Linked DNA regions of Astyanax mexicanus: region 1 is linked to region 2. The links are chromatin contacts, called in public Hi-C maps. All regions are on one chromosome and are shown on one strand. The core of a region is the stretch at or near the end of the contact, and the rest is flanking DNA. Distances in the headings are between cores, read along the strand shown.

Evidence for each region. Hi-C and Micro-C count contacts between places; a contact is called where the count stands out from the background.
Region 1: a Hi-C map of muscle shows a contact between it and region 2, with 18 times the contacts expected there. The contact joins the enhancer-like site here to the promoter of tbx2b in region 2. A contact is called at or near these places in 2 of 3 Hi-C or Micro-C datasets (both in muscle).

Annotation. Positions count from the first base shown.
Region 1 is chr18:821,827-826,651 of AstMex3_surface, reverse strand. The region is part of intron 15 of bcas3 (BCAS3 microtubule associated cell migration factor); the gene reads left to right. Among protein-coding and RNA genes, the nearest start is that of bcas3, 120 kb to the left of the region's middle. Within about 2 kb of position 2,586, the one cell type or tissue checked has an H3K27ac peak away from gene starts, as active enhancers do.
Region 2 is chr18:433,026-438,283 of AstMex3_surface, reverse strand. It overlaps tbx2b (T-box transcription factor 2b), which reads left to right and starts at 2,664. Exons shown (of 7, transcript XM_007258875.4): 1 at 2,664-3,115; 2 at 3,898-4,165; 3 at 5,157-5,258. The coding sequence starts at 2,757. LOC111193726 (a long non-coding RNA gene) reads right to left here and starts at 2,077. Exons shown (of 2, transcript XR_002650656.2): 1 at 1,422-2,077.

The DNA.
Region 1 (4,825 bases), core at 1,337-3,836, 390 kb before region 2:
TACGAGTGAGTGTGTGTGTCATTCTGGGTGTGTGCGAGAGTTTGTGTGCGAGAGTTTGTGTGCGAGAGTTTGTGTGCGAGAGTTTGTGTGCGAGAGTTTGTGTGCGAGAGTTTGTGTGCGAGTGAGTGTGTGTGTCATTCTTTGTGTGTGCAAGAGTTTGTGTGCGAAAGTTTGTGTGCGAGTGAATGTGCGAGTGTGTGTGTGTGTGTGTGCGAGTGAGTTTGTGTGCGAGTGAGTGTGTGCGTGTGTGTGTGTCATTCTGTGTGTGTGCAAGAGTTTGTGTGCGAGAGTTTGTCTGCGTATGAATTTGCGAGTGAGTGTGCGTGTGTGTGTCATTCTGTGTGTGTGCGAGAGTTTGTGTGCGAAAGTTTGTGTGCGATTGAGTGTGTGCGTGTGTGTGTGTGTCATTCTGTGTGTGTGCGAGAGTTTGTGTGCGTATGAGTGTGCGAGTGAGTGTGCGTGTGTGTGTCATTCTGTGTGTGTGCGAGAGTTTGTGTGCGAGAGTTTGTGTGCGTATGAGTTTGCGAGTGAGTGTGCGTGTGTGTGTCATTCTGTGTGTGTGCGAGAGTTTGTGTGCGAAAGTTTGTGTGCGATTGAGTGTGTGCGTGTGTGTGTGTGTCATTCTGTGTGTGTGCGAGAGTTTGTGTGCGTATGAGTGTGCGAGTGAGTGTGCGAGTGAGTGTGCGTGCGTGCGTGCGTGTGTGTCATTCTGTGTGTGCGCGACAGTTTGTGTGCAAGAGTTTGTGTGCGTATGAGTTTGCGAGTGAGTGTGCGTGTGTGTCATTCTGTGTGTGTGCGAAAGTTTGTGTGCGAGTGAGTGTGTGCGTGTGTGTGTGTGTCATTCTGTGTGTGTGTCATTCTGTGTGTGTGTGAGAGTTTGTGTGTGAGAGTTTGTGTGTGAGAGTTTGTGTGTGAGAGTTTGTGTGTGAGAGTTTGTGTGTGAGAGTTTGTGTGCGAGAGTTTGTGTGCGAGAGTTTGTGTGCGTGTGAGTGTGCGAGTGAGTGTGCGAGTGAGTGTCATTCTGTGAGTGTGCGAGTGAGTGTGCGAGTGAGTGTCATTCTGTGAGTGTGCGAGTGAGTGTGCAAGTGTGTCATTCTGTGTGTGTGCGAGAGTTTGTGTGCAGAAGTTTGTGTGTGAGTGAGTGTGCGAGTGAGTGTGTGTGTGTCATTCTGTGAGTGTGCGAGTGAGTGTGTGAGTGAGTGTGCGAGTGAGTGTGTGTGTGTCATTCTGTGAGTGTGCGAGTGAGTGTGCGAGTGAGTGTGCGAGAGTTTGTGTGCGAGAGTTTGTGTGCGAGAGTTTGTGTGCGAGAGTTTGTGTGCGAGAGTTTGTGTGCAAGAGTTTGTGTGCAAGAGTTTGTGTGCGAGAGTTTGTGTGCGTATGAGTGTGTGAGTGAGTGTGCGTGTGTGTGTGCGAGTGAGTGTGCGAGTGAGTGTGTGTGCGTGTGTGTCATTCTGTGTGTGTGCGAGAGTTTGTGTGCGTATGAGTGTGTGAGTGAGTGTGCGTGTGTGTGTGTCATTCTGTGTGTGCGTGTGAGTGTGCGAGTGAGTGTGCAAGTGTGTCATTCTGTGAGTGTGCGAGAGTTTGTGTGCAGAAGTTTGTGTGCGAGTGAGTGTGCGAGTGAGTGTGCGAGTGAGTGTGCGAGTGAGTGTGCGAGTGAGTGTGCGAGTGAGTGTGCGAGTGAGTGTGCGTGTGTGTGTGCGTGTGTGTGTGCGAGTGAGTGTGCGAGTGAGTGTGCGTGCGTGTGTGTCATTCTGTGTGTGTGCGAGAGTTTGTGTGCGTATGAGTGTGTGAGTGAGTGCGTGTGTGTGTCATTCTGTGTGTGTGCGTGTGAGTGTACAAGTGTGTCATTCTGTGTGTGTGCAGAAGTTTGTGTGCAGAAGTTTGTGTGTGAGTGAGTGTGCGAGTGAGTGTGTGTGTGTGTGTACGAGAGTTTGTGTGCGAGTGAGTGTACGAGTGTGTGTCACTCTGTGTGTGTGCGAGAGTTTGTGTGCGAGAGTTTGTGTGCGAGTGAGTGTGCAAGTGTTGTGTGCGAAAGTTTGTGTGCGAGTGAGTGTGCGTGTGTGTGTCATTTTGTGTGTATGCGCGCAAGTGTGTGTGCGAGTGTGCGAATGCATGTGAATGTGTACGTGTGCAAGTGTATGTTTAATTTAAATGTGAGGGAGTGTAAGTGATTGTGTGCGATTGTGTTTTGTGTGCAAGTGTGTGTGTGTGTGTGTGTGTGTGCAAGTGTATGTGTAATGTGTGTGTGTGTGTGTGTGTGTGTGTTTGAGTGTATTTGTGTGTTTGTGGGAGTTGTAGTCAGATGAGCAGATTTGATCTGCTCCAGCTGGGCCGACCAACATACTCTCTGTAATCACACACCGCCTTCTCCTCTCCACACACACACACACACACACACACACACACACACACACACACACACACTCTTGAAAGCCATCTCTCTGCAACTTTAAGACAACTGGCTGTTAAAGATAAAGTGCCGCTCATCTGCTCAGTAAACATCAGGCATCCAATCAGCTGCAGCATCAAAGCCCTGCGCTGGTTTTAATGCAGGGTCCGGTTCAGAGCCGCGGTCCCGCTGATTTACTGCGCCGCTGATCCTGTGCTGTGTTAAAGCCGCAGGACCGAGCACAGGCGCAGTGCAGCGCCCGCTCTGGCCTGGGTGTGGCGCTGTGTTCTCAGGTTTTCGGTGCAGCAGGAGGAAGAGCTCAGTTCTGAAGGCCAGAAATCTGCTGCTCACTTCTGTCCTGATATGAATCTAATCCAGCAGAAGAGCTGCAGCTCCTCTGAGCTGCTCTAAATAACATCATTTCTGCACAGTTTTATGAATGACCTCCTCTTAAGAGCAAACGCCGCCGTATCCGCCTCTAGTTCTGCCTTAAACACACACGAGTCGAGAGTTTTACAATATGAATGGAATTATTTTTCACATTTTTTGCAGAATAGTATGATTTAGTTCATTGTTTTGTGTATTTTTAGTTAATAGAATAAAGTAAAACATACTTTCTAAGATCTTTTATGACCTTTTTATGGTCTTTGAGTTAACATCATTACTTACTGTTTTTTGTAATCTTCTTCTTCTTCTTCTTCTTCTTCTTCTTCTTCTTCTTCTTCTTATTCTTATTCTTCTTATTATTATTATTATTATTATATTCCTGATTTTTTAAACGCTACTCCTCCCACAGCTTTTGATATGGAAACACAGAATTTTGCTCTAAATACCATAATTTTAGTTGAGTTTTATGATGTTTTTGCACAATAGTATGATTTAGTTCACTGTTTTATGTATTTGTAGTTAATAGAATAAAGTAAAACATACTTTCTAAGATCTTTTATGACCTTTTTATGGTCTTTGAGTTAACATCATTACTTACTGTTTTTTGTAATCTTCTTCTTCTACTTATTTTCTTCTTTTTATTATTATTATTATTATTATTATTATTTTTTTTTTTATTATTATTATTCAACATGGAAATGCTAAATTGCTGAATTTTGCAGGATCTTAAGTTGCTTGTTTTATAACGTTTGATTATAAGTTTTTTATTTTAAAGAGAATGTGCATTGTTTTTGATATAGGCTCTTGCTAAGAAAATATGTAATCATTTTAGGCCATTATTCCATAAATAATAATCACAATATTTACTTTTATATATATATATTTTTTTTTTTTCAAATTGAAAACCTCTGGAATATAATCAAGAGGAAGATGGATGATCACAAACCATCAAACCACCAAACTGAACTGCTTGAATTTTTACACCAGGAGTAAAGCAGCATAAAGTTATCCAAAAGCAGTGTGTAAGACTGGTGGAGGAGAACATGATGCCAAGATGCATGAAAAAAACTGTGATTGAAAACCAGGGTTATTCCACCAAATATTGATTATTTCTGAACTCTTAAAACTTTATGAATATGAACTTGTTTTCTTTGCATTATTTGAAGTCTGAAAGCTCTGCATCTTTTTTTTTGTTATTTCAGTCATTTCTCATTTTCTGTAAATAAATGCTCTAAATGAGAATATTTTTATTTAGAATTTGGGAGAAATGTTGTCTGTAGTTTATAGAATAAAACAACAATGTTCATTTTACTCAAACATAAACCTATAAATAGTAAAATCAGAGAAACTGATTGGCCAGTTGGTGACACAATGTCTATAAATGTGTGTAGAAATCTGTAGTAATGACCAGTACACTCACTCTCTCTCTCTCTCGCTCTCTCTCTCGCTCTCTCTCATGTGAAAGCTGGTGCTGCTTTATCAGGCGGTGTCGTTTTATCAGGCTTGATGAAGTGTAGTTCTCTTTCCCATCGTGAGGAAATGCCTTTTTGACACTTCTCATGACCTTAGGCTCTCGACTGGCCTACTGAAGTTCTCACCACACTGTGAGACGTCTCCTCTCTCACTATTAGTGTTAATGTTCTTTTCCAGGCACTTTATATAACGTTTATCCACACAATTATTTTTAATACATTGATTTATTGGTTAATACGACCTAAACCTCTATAGAAAAAACTCTTCACTATGTTTCCATATAGTCCTTCACAGTCTACAGTCTAGAGTCTAGAAGCATAGAGCTGTATTATATAATACTATAGTATTATTATTTGATTAGTTCGATAATTAAGCTGTATTCCTGTTTCTGTTTCTCTGTATGCATTATTATTATTATCCTCCTTTAACCCTGTTCCTCAGTGGTCAGGACCCCACAGAGCTGCTATTATTTATTATTTGGGTAATGGGTAATACTCAGCACTGCAGTGACACTGGCATGATGGTGTGTTAGTGTTTATTAGTGTGTATTATTGTGTATTATTGTGTATTATTGTG
Region 2 (5,258 bases), core at 1,415-3,914:
ATGTCAGCATAAAATAATAATACTCATAATAATAACAATAATAATAATGTTGTAATGTGTTCGTATTGTTATTATTATTAATTATTATTAATTTAAAGTTAGAGCTTTTCTACTTTTTTGTTTTTCCTGTAATTCTTATTTCTGCTAGTTTAAGGTTATTTGTGTTCAGTGTATCTGTTTTTTTTTTCAACGAAGCTAGGATATACTAAATTAGTGTTTTTAAACGCTAAACCGATTAACACACTGGTGTAAAATGTAAAAAAACCTGATCAATAAAATGTTTTTGTGTAGTTAGTTCTAAAGACTTGAATAGTGTTGTGATGCGTGACGAGGTGCGTGGTGTTTGAGGTGTTTGAAGTGGAGCGTATGTTGCGTGTATTTGGTGTACAGTATGTGTACCAGTGTGGCTGTAGAGGTTAACAATCTTTTCTTTTTGAGCGCAGCTCCCAGTTTGAGAAGGGAAAGTGTCCCAGTGTTCAACTGCTTTAAGAAAATTCTAAAAATCATTTTTTCAAAAAATCAATTTTCAGCTTTAACTTTTTTTTTTTTTTATCCAAAAATACACTACATACACACTCAAACACCCCTTCCTATAGTGCAGAAAGCCCTAAACATACTAGTCCGTACAGTGCAGAAGTACTACACAACTGTGCCAAACATTTATAAATATTTAAATATTTAGTCCTATCACACTTTAGCACGACTGTATAAAACGCTGGTAAAACGTTTCGTTTAAGCTCCTACCTGAAGCTCATTACACCATATGAGAATACATTTGAAGGTGTATCAAAAGTAACCTCTACACATAACACATATGAAATAAGTCATATATAATAAGTCATATATAATTATTATGTATTATTATTGTGTATTAGTAAACATTAGAGTCGATTTGAGCTTTATCAATATTATATACGACTATTATATACGACTATTCCCAATATGTGCCTATAAGAAATCGTATCATATTAGATACATACCTGCGACTAGTATAAAGCTATATACACAACTATACGTGAATAACAAATACATTAGATATGTGTGAAAATATGTGAGAAATGTCTCTGTAGAAATCTGTTCCAATGTACAGCATAAGAGAAACCCTTAAAGCGTATATTAGACATTATGTCAATATATGTGCATTTCATGAGAAAATGACTACTACTGTCACAACTGTTTCAGTAATAGAATACGTAGGTTATTAATAACATACTAATAGTCTTGAGTTGCGCAAGACTGTCTGTATTTACTTCCAAAATAATACTAGTAATATTACAATAAAATGAAAAAGGAAATATTTTTGTGTGTTCAATGTTAATAATTAAGAAATAAGTTTAAACTGCATTTTTATTTCAAGGAGGTCCACCCATGCTTTCAAACAGTTTAGCTCAGGTTAGCCTAAAAAAGACGAATAAACTCACCCACAGCTGGTGGATCTCCACCCCGCTGCTGCTCTCCAACAACACCGCTCCAACACCGCTCCATCCCCGCGTCGCTCCCGGGTTCTTCTGCCTCTAGTCCTCCTCCTTCTTCTCCTCCTCTTCTGCAGGAGGAATCACATTCTCGTTTCAAAATGATTGTCTGATCATTTGGACGAACGAGACTTATTAAAGATTAAGTCGTCTATTCTGAGTCTCCAGCCCTGGAGACACGGAGCGCCGCAGTGTTTTCAGTGATCTAATAGTGATCTTATAACCATATAGGCTGCGCTCGAGACGATTTCACGTGTTTGTAAACACGCGCGTCCGCTGGCGAAGTGAATCCGCTGCTGGTGGTGCACGAGCGGTTTGAAGCTTTAGCTGGTTCGCTCGGAGGGTCGTATTGTGTGTATGTGTGTTTTTACTTCATCATGGTGAAAAGAAAAGAAAAGTAAAGTAAAGAAAGCGCACTTTGCTCTTTTGGCTTCTCGTGCTCGAGCTCCGTGGCAGATATGGAGGTGAGGGTTTGGGGATCAGACAGCGCGGGGCAGGCGGCCGTCCTGTCCGCCGCCTTCAACAACCCTCCGCGCGCTGCCCGGCCTCCTCCACGCGGGGGTGGGAGCTCTTGGAGCCGCGCTGTCATTGGTTAATATTTTATTCTGTTGACATGTTTTCTTACTGCTAATGCTTCCGACACCTTTCCCGTCCGCCCTCCTCCTCCCCTCCCCTTCACCTCCTTCATCCACCCCCCCTTCTCAGGCCTGGCCCGAGCTGTCAAAACCACGCCTATAGAGAGCCACAATTGGTCCAGAAAGCGTAAAATCAGCAATCAAGGGGGCTTGGTTCATTAGAGTTGGGAGTCCAAGCAGGAAGGACGTGGGAGAGACAGTTGCACTCGGACAGAGGTTGGATGTGAGCGAGTTGTCTTGGTCTGGTGCTCGAGTTCGGATGGCCAATCTGCATCGAAAAGAAGGGTCTTGGTCATTTTTGGTACGAGGAGGACAGCAGCAGCAGGGAGGGAAAAAGTGGAAACCCTAAAATTTGCTGTACAATCCTCGTATGTCTTCACTTTGACTGGTAGTAGTATTCGGAGTGTCTCCTCTAACACCACTCCTCCTTTGCTTTCTTTTCCACGCGTTTCCACGTCCCTCCGTCGCCTTTTTGCAACGCGATCGAGAGAAATAGGACCAGCCTACTACCCCGCGCTCTCGGTCCCGTTCCCGCTGCTGTTCGGCAAGACGAAAGCGGAGATCCTGCTCCGCTCCTCTGGAATACGCGAGGAAAAACAACAGCTCAGCCCCCGATCCCGTTTCCCCTCAGCGAGTTTTGGATGCACCGATGAGAGATCCAGTCTTTTCAGGCACTGCCATGGCTTACCACCCTTTCCACGCTCACCGGCCCACCGACTTCCCCATGTCAGCCTTCCTGGCGGCCGCGCAGCCCTCCTTTTTCCCCGCGCTGGCTTTGCCTCCCGGTGCGCTTACCAAGCCCATCCCGGAACACGCGCTGGCCGGGGCCGCCGAGCCGGGACTGCACCCGGCGCTTAGTCACCATCAGGCGGCTCACCTCCGCAGCCTTAAGAGCCTCGAGCCCGAGGAGGAGGTGGAGGACGACCCGAAAGTCACACTGGAAGCCAAGGATCTATGGGACCAGTTCCACAAATTAGGAACTGAAATGGTTATTACGAAATCTGGAAGGTAATTTCATGTCGCTTTTTATACTGAGATCACACTTTAACATTTAGTTTACACAATTACTTGGGAACGTTTGCTTTTGTTTTTTGTTTTTTTTTAGGCCCTACATTCATCGCTATATCCCCGTTTTATCTCCGTTTTTTGCCTCCCATATTTCTCGTTTTCCTGCTTTTAACATTTTCAGACGCTTTTCTGTATATGCGATCAATCAATAAAGCGAGAGTATAAAAAAACTATGCACTTGAAGGTTGTCCACACAGACATCCGTATGGTCTTTTACTGTTCGCTACACGGACACGCAACGTGGAAGTCACATCACACACAAGTGATAGGTTTAGTTCTTTAGGACAAAAAAAAAACGATTTAGCATTGTTTTCACAGGCCTGTGGGAACACATTCTACACATTCTAAGCAGTGGAGTTTTCTGCATTCTGAATTCTGAACTCTGAAGAAAAGCGTATTTCAGCCTTTATTGCTTTATTCGAAAGAGGAGATTTTGTTTTTTGTTGAAAACCTGCCACTTAAATATTTACATTCAATATATACAATTCTATGAATATATATTTATATAATATATTATTTTATTTTCGTAAATAAGTATACAAATGTAAAATGTATGAACCTGACTAACTCGTTTTGGTGAGAATTATGAATCATACAACAATACTGTTTTAACAAAAATGTTTTTGTTTCTGTACAGTTATTAATGTAATTTAATATAATGTGCTGCTACAAAATAATATGTTTGACAAACGTTAATAAACACACGCCTTTCACCTATACAGGAGGATGTTTCCACCCTTTAAGGTCCGAATTAATGGACTGGATAAAAAAGCCAAGTATATTTTATTAATGGACATCGTCGCTGCCGACGACTGCCGCTATAAGTTCCACAATTCACGTTGGATGGTGGCGGGCAAGGCCGACCCGGAGATGCCTAAGCGCATGTACATCCACCCGGACAGCCCTGCCACGGGAGAGCAGTGGATGGCCAAGCCTGTCGCATTTCATAAACTCAAGCTGACCAACAACATTTCGGACAAGCACGGATTTGTAAGTAGCCTGTTTATACTGCATTGCCGCTACTTTTCTTTCCAAAAGATGTTTTGAAAAGACATGGTACAATTATGCGGTGCTTTAAGAGATTTATTCATTTATTTGTTCATCAATATTGCTATTGATTTCCCCAGTATAGTAATACAAGTGACCTGTATTCTCAATTATATAATATTTACAATGTACAATTCGGGTTTTCCCCATTCACACACACACGGTTCGTCTACTATTCCGCTTTGGAATTGTGAATAATGCGATTATTGTCAGAGTGGTTGAGTAATGTGAACACTTCATTCTGAGTTTTTCTTGAACTCAGTTGCAGTAGGATATGGTTTATGGCAGATTCTCAAAGAACTGCGTGGTTCAGGGTGGAAAGTGACCGAAATCAGGTCAGAAGAGCGGAATTGTTCTGGAATCGCGCTATAATGAAACAACCAGACTCTCAAGCAACCTTGAGGGAAAACTGTATTAGGTTGTCCTCACTGAAGGCATTAAGCTTTCCAAGCGATGATAGACATTTTAAAACATGGTGGCTGGTAAAAAAAAAAAAAGTTCAGCGCTCAGCCGCGTGTGTGTAGTTGGGAGTAACATGCTACTTTCGTCGTAAACAAATCCTACAGGGTGCATAAATATATATATACACTTTACAGGCATGCATTTGACATCTGAAACGTTTTTTGTTTGTTTGTTGTAATGGTTGTTGCTGCTTGTAGCCTAGTTATATTTAAGGCTGTTCCGCCGTGTTTAGGCCTGCACAACTTAAGCCTTTCCGATTGATTGCACTGCTTTAACAGGCCCACTGTCATGTGACGTGTAAACCAAGTAATAATTTATTTATTATAATGTGATTTTTACGTTTGTTTATTTATGGTCACTTAAATGGAAAATTTGTGTTCTGTGTTTTGTAAAATGTAGGCTGCAGAAATAAATGCAAAAACATTTCTAATTCCGTTTCTCTCTCTATCTGTTTTGTTTTTGTTTTTCTCAGACTATACTCAACTCGATGCATAAATACCAGCCTAGGTTCCATATTGTGAGGGCCAACGATATTCTGAAACTTCCCTACAGCACATTCAGGACATATGTGTTT